Linked DNA regions of Gossypium arboreum: region 2 is linked to region 1. A link is a contact called in public Hi-C data. All regions are on one chromosome and are shown on one strand. Each heading gives the region's core, a stretch centred on a gene start, on an enhancer-like site or on the middle of the called end of the contact. The rest is flanking DNA. Distances are from core to core; before and after follow the strand shown. Region 1 overlaps LOC108467729 (protein LONGIFOLIA 1-like). Region 2 holds the start of LOC108467477 (light-inducible protein CPRF2-like).

What was found. Hi-C and Micro-C count contacts between places; a contact is called where the count stands out from the background.
Region 2: a contact with region 1 is called in a Hi-C map of leaf, with 3 times the contacts expected there. The contact joins the promoter of LOC108467477 here to the enhancer-like site in region 1. A contact is called at or near these places in 3 of 5 Hi-C or Micro-C datasets (all in leaf).

The regions. Positions count from the first base shown.
Region 1 is chr8:130,619,708-130,622,821 of ASM2569848v2, reverse strand. It overlaps LOC108467729 (protein LONGIFOLIA 1-like), which reads right to left. Exons shown (of 4, transcript XM_017768481.2): 4 at 1,359-2,128. The coding sequence ends at 1,542. Among protein-coding and RNA genes, the nearest start is that of LOC108467729, 3.9 kb to the right of the region's middle. Within about 2 kb of position 1,816, at least 2 of the 2 cell types and tissues checked have an H3K27ac peak or open chromatin away from gene starts, as enhancers often do. A contact at or near this core is called in leaf, where this site is marked.
Region 2 is chr8:130,741,231-130,744,650 of ASM2569848v2, reverse strand. LOC108467477 (light-inducible protein CPRF2-like) reads left to right here and starts at 2,001. Exons shown (of 6, transcript XM_017768098.2): 1 at 2,001-2,481; 2 at 2,579-2,654. The coding sequence starts at 2,107.

The sequences.
Region 1 (3,114 bases), core at 567-3,066:
CCCTCCCATTTATACGTAATTTCCTCAATAGTTTGGGTTCCTTTTGTTGCTCGACATTATCTTGTTCTACCTTTTGTTGAATATATATCTCTGAAATTGTAGGTTAAACTTTTAGCCGTGGGCGTGGCAAGATATGGGAGGTTGACACCATTGTCGCCTTTTTTAACCACAATTGGATACTATCATCGAAGTCATGGGGGTTTCCTTTTCTTTTCATGATTTTATTCTTTTTTTTTTCCTGTAATGAACTTAATTTAACCCAAGTCATTAGTGCAAATAAATAAAGCTAATGAAAGATGTCACTCTCTTTGGTCCCCCCCCCCCTCCCCATCTCTTTTCAAATTTGGTGATTGATTCTGAGCTAGTGTTCCTTTCCTTTTCCTTCTCTTTCCTTTGTTTTACCCCAATTCCAAAGATGATTAAAGCCGACGCCTTTGTTTCTTTCAAATTCAAAGCTTGTATGAGGTGGAGGGTGCAGTGTTGAAATTATACTGATGGTTGAACTCATCACATAATTGATTCAATAACTTAAATTGTTACATCAGTATTTAACATATTTTTAATAAAGAAAACATTTTTTTGAAAAATTAATAAATCATAAACAAATAATAATAGTAATATAAATATGCATTTTATAACAATAACATTGAAATTCTAAATCATTTTATCCTATTTTTTTCAGAACTCGATTATATAATTCTAGTTAAAACATTAAACTAATCAATTTTTATCTATTAGTCAAATTCCGACGTCGTGAAGGGTTAAAAAGATGAAATGACGGGGCAAAAGTGAGAAGGTAATGATGTAAGCAAATTGTGATTTGCAAGGTTGATATAAGCTTTTTCACTTGTCCAATACTTTTGGGCCACCACGGAAGCCGTAGTGAATATAGAAGGGCAGTCACCTTGGGCTCAGTGTCTCAATTGGGTTGGGCTATCTTGATTTTAAGTTTAAGACTTCAATTCTAGATGGGCTTTTCAACTATAACACAAGTCAACCAATTACTCTCAACTTTCTTTTTCAGACACCTAATTATAAAAAATTACAAAATGGTCATTCAATTCTAGTCTAATTTTGTTAACTTCTGTTAAGAGTGACAGTTCTAAAATAGGTATAATAACAAGTTTAGTGCATAATGTTTATACATAGTATCAATTTGGTCATGACTCTAAAAATATTAATCTTCAACATTGGTTCAATTTTGATCCTAATTTTAAAACAATGCCAAGCATTGATTTTTCTTTTAGAATTATGATCAAATTGACAATGTATAAATAGTAAGGGTTAAATTTTTTATTGTGTCAATTTCAGAGTTGTCACATCATCTTTCTGTCACAAAGAAAGACAAACATAATTAGTTGGATGATAATTTTGTAACTTTTTATAATTAAGTGTCTGGAAAGAGAAACTTCACCGTAGTTGGGTGACTTACTGTGTAATTTACCTAGAAAATAATATATATGATATTTGATGACCAACGACCCAATAAAGCCACAACGTGAAAGCCTACACCTATGATAAAAAGCAACAAAATTCAAGATTCAGAACACCAACTTCCTTCGACTTGTTGGGACTTCATTACTTTTTCCAGAAAAATCAATCAGATCTCGGATGGTTTCGACGATCAGGTCCTTAAATATTTGTCGTTCGATATAGAGGACTGCTTCAGACATCTCAATGGGGTAATCTCCCCAACCGTTAATGGCATCCCCTGCAAGGTCCTTTCTTAACACACCACAAATCACCTCAAACAAGTCATCTGCTGAGTCCCTCCTTCGAATCTTTTCAAATTCGGACCAAATTTGTTGCAGCGATGCCTCTCCTGACCATGGATATTTAAGCTTCCATGGCGGTAATTCTCCCTTTCCATTGAGAATTTCATTTATGGTGTCGAATATAAGCTTCCTTTGGAGTGTATACACTTTGGAGGTGTCTTTCCCTTTAAGGTTCTGCTGCTTCTCAAGCAACAGAAAGACGTCAGTATCATCAGGAAAGTAATTGGATGCTTTGAGGATATCGGAAATGTAGTTGAAATCACAATCGTCTGATTTATCTGATGATTTTGATTCAGCGGTTGACATGGCACTAGCAGGACTCCAAAGTTCATTTTCTGATTCAACAACTTGGTCTGAAAATTTAAAATCTCAAGTCGAATCACAAAATTCTCCATTCAACGTTGATTGAAGAAGGTAAAAGTATTGAATATATATACTTGCTTATTATAGTGTGGGTTGCTTCTAAAATGAGAAAAATCATTAACAAATATCAAAACTTTGTTTCAATGTACAACATCATATATGTACTTCGATTTTGTGCAATTTTATACATAAAATTTTAGTTTGATTTAATTTTCACAAGTCACTAACAACATTATCAAATTAACACCATTTTACATTGATGTATTGCATACATAAACAATTATATTAAACCAATATGAAAATATAAATATATATATATATGTATTTCTTTAAATGAGTACAATTGAATCAAAATCAAAGTTCCATGTACACATATGAATTATAATTCAAGTTTTTTTGTATAATTACAAAACTAAAATTTATGTATCAAAGTATATATTAAACCAAAATTAATATATAAATTAAATATTTATCTCTAATTGTAATTAACTTGACTTGATTTCATACCTTATTAAGAAGTTTTATGTTACAATCTAATAAATATATTACGACATATTTTAAATAATTTTATATTACTCACTTTGTCCTAGTACAATTGTCACAGTTGTTTTTTTTTTCAAAATTTTTAAACTTTGACATCAATTACTATATATATTTATATATTTAAAATTAACTCATTGAAAATCATTATAATATGTACTTTTTTCAAATTTTATGCATAATACTTTTTAAAGAATAATAGGTTAAAGTAAAAATATTTTACCATGTGATAAGTTGAATGGAGAAGAAAGAGTATTTAATTAAGTTAATCTCAAAAATTAATATTTTTATTTTTCCAAAACTTTTACTATTTAAAAAGCATATAAATCAAAATAAAATGGGGCCATAGAGAAACAAAGTCAATAAGGGTAGGGATTACGACATTAACAAAGGGCTAATACACTGACAGAAAACAGATGATTAAATGAATGTACGA
Region 2 (3,420 bases), core at 752-3,251, 120 kb before region 1:
GGTGTGGGTTTTTGGAAAATGAGTTCGAGATTTCAATGAAAAACTATAACAAATGAAATGAGTTAAATGTTTTTTATTATAATTTTAAGGTTTCAATTTCAAAGGTTTCTACACTTAGGATCAGTGAAGAAGAAGATGGAGTGTCTTTGGGTTGTCGTTTCGATTGTATGGTGGAAGGTGTAAGAAGAAGATGAAGAACATTGTTACTATTTTAGATTTTTATATTTTTTCTTTTAAAATTTTACCTTCTAAAAGCCTTATTTTATTTATAAATTCCATGTCAGAATAGATAACATAAAATTTCAATAGAGTTATTAATTAGATAAGAATTTTTAGGGGTTAAAATTTTGAAAATAAAAATATGAGGATGAAATTCTTTTATAATGTATGAGGGGTTAAAATATACAAGTTTTTTTTTTTACAAAGAAATATGAACTTCATTTCACTAGTTAAGATTACAAGCAGATGGGCTAAATAAGCTCAAGAGATCAAGCAGTCAATAAATGGGTTTAACCCAAGCCCAAACCCTAGCCTAATTGCCCACCACCCGCCGCCAGTAGCCACAGCGGGAGAGGAGAAGACCATTGGAGATGCTTGAGAGACAAGGAAGTTGCCATGCCTCCAACACCACTAAGGGAAAGCTGAGACTGCAGCAAGATCGGGTAGAAGAAGCGCCGTCATGACCATGGAGACCATCAGGAGTCAGGACCACTAATAAAAAGGATGCCACAACCTTGGTTACCGGCATCGGTCACCAAACTACAAGGATTTGGTTTCACTAGATCGGCTTCACCATATTCGAGCTTGCAAAGGCTTGTAGTTGTCTGCGACGACGAATCTTGTCAAGAGCAGTAGCAAAAATAGGCCGAAGGAATCCTCGATCGGAGAAAAGGGATCAACTCCATAAAGAGGTTGTGGAAAGCCACGAGGTGGTCGAGTTTCTCTCCCTCCATTCCGGCGTCAAAGGGCATAGGGAAGGAGAGAGTTGGGTTATTTTATGGAAAGGGGTAGGAAAAAAAGCGAAAAAGAGAAATAAAGGGAGATATGTTAACAACGACCGGCCCAAAGGCCGGGCGTGCCGGCATGGCGGTAAGAAGGCAGGGAAAAGTGTTTTGTTTGAAAGCGAAGGAACGATAAAATATACATTGCTTAAGACATAGGGAAATAGGATGTTACGTGTGAAGCCGTACAGTAAAATGACTGGGTCTATCGTCTTGCTTTCTTTCAGTATTGTCAATGACAGCTACTATCTTTATTTACTTTTTGCCCAAACCCAAGTTGAAAGTTGAAACTCCCCACCGACTGGGCCCTATTTTTAACTTTTCCCTAATACGTACACTACACTTTTTGCTCCCATCTTCTCTTTTTTACTGTCTTAGCCCGCGCACATCATCAAGTGTTCCAATTTCTACCAATAGCCGCCCTCCCCACCCATGTATTAACTAACACGTGTATTATTGTAAGAACTGATCAAATTATGGTTTTGGTACTTTTTATTGTGCTCAAATTTAGGATTTTATCCCTGTATATTCTTTTTAAAGTTTCACTAGTTCAAAAACATCACAAGATTGGTATAAATATATGTTCCATGGACAATAATATAGATTTCAACCAATACAATACAAAGAGGATGAGGACTAATTCAAAACTAATCGAACACAACTCATATAAGGCATATTCACAAAGTAAAAAGGAGATTCACATATCATAATTACTCAAACCCGAGTCTTCAAGAGTTTTATTTTCTTTTTACTTTTATAATTTTATTAATCAATTAGTTTAATTGACTTATATTTTAATAAAAACACATTTTTCAACTTATTACGCTACTTTATTAATTAAAATATATAAATACTTGGATTAATTAATGATGTTACTAAAATACAGAGATTAAAAAGTTATGTCGAATTATAATATATGAACTAAATTTTTAGTTTGATTATAGTAAAAGGACTAAAATCAAAATTTGACCAGTGGAATGTTAGTGGATATATTCTGTTTGTTCCCGCATATAATTTTAAATGATAAAAACAAGCTGGAAGAAAGAGAGAGGAAGGCGAATTGCATTGTGGAGAAAAAGAAGGGAAAAGGATTTCACTGAAAACGATGCATACTGAGTTCTCAGTTGACGATTTCTCGGACTCCTTTTGGGCGGCTCCGCCGGGGATGAGCCGAAGCCAATCGGAGTGGGCTTTTGACAATTTTATTGAAGAGTTTTCTGGTTCGGGCGGGGCGATCCCGGTGTCGCGTTCGGACGAGAGTGTGATCGGTCCATCCTTGGCGGAACCTCGGCCGTCCGTTTCGAAATCTGAAGAAGCCGATGGTGAAGGTGACGTGGTGGAGATCAAAAGACCTGGTAATCAGAATCATAACAGTCCGCCGTCCGATCTGGCACCGACGTTCTCGATTGACTCGGATGAGTACCGCGCGATCCTCAAGGACAAGCTCCATCAAGCCTGCGCAGCTGTTGCTCTCTCTCGTGTATTCTTCTCTCTCCAATCTCGATTTCCAATTGGATTTATTATTAAATATTATAAGTCATATTAGATATTTTTTCTGAAAAATAAATATTATTCAGGCATCATCTGTTAAGGCAGAAGTTTTCTCTGCGCAAGCTGAAGATCAAGCGCTTCAATCGAGATCCCAAATTCAAGGTAAGCTTTTGCTTTGCATGCCTCTGATCTGACTTGTTCTTTTTAATGAATTCGAGTTTTTTAGACTTTCCTTTTTTCTCAAATGCAATAGATTGAACTTGTTTAGAGTAAGGATGAAGGACCGTTCACGTTTCTTATTCACTCTGATATTTGAATGCAACTTCTGTGATATAAGCATACGACTTACGCAACCCTGTAAATTAATTTTAGTTATTTCCTTACGTTTCAAATTTTAAGGAGCCGATTTCATGTTAGTTCTAAGGGGTAATTCTATTCCTGAGCAGTAGTTAGATTTTAAGGGAGTCAATTTTTATTTGTAATATATGTTTTTTATCGAAGGAGAGCTAGGATTTCTGTAAAAATTTGCTCTGAATACTTGTATTTCGGCAAAATGATAAAGGCATCTGCCTTACTCAAATTCAGTTGGAGTTGGAGTGTAGTTGGGAAGATCACTAGTCTTATACTGGGAGATAAGCAGTTTCTGTCCCATAAGCATGTTTCATTGTATTAGGAGGCTGCACTGCTTCAACAGGTTTAGTTTTTCTGATGGCAGTCAGCCCCTTCTATACTATGAAAAGTCTATATGGTTTTGAATCAAATGTAGTTCATCTAGTTTGTGATTTGTTGAGGGTGAGATAGTAGCAGAATGAATGACATGAATGTTTCTGTAGTTTGGATCCTTTAAGTTAACTACATCAATGATTTTTTTGCTGCTTGGTGAACTATAGGGAAGCATTGTTTTTCATTTAGTTTTTACTGGAGCCAT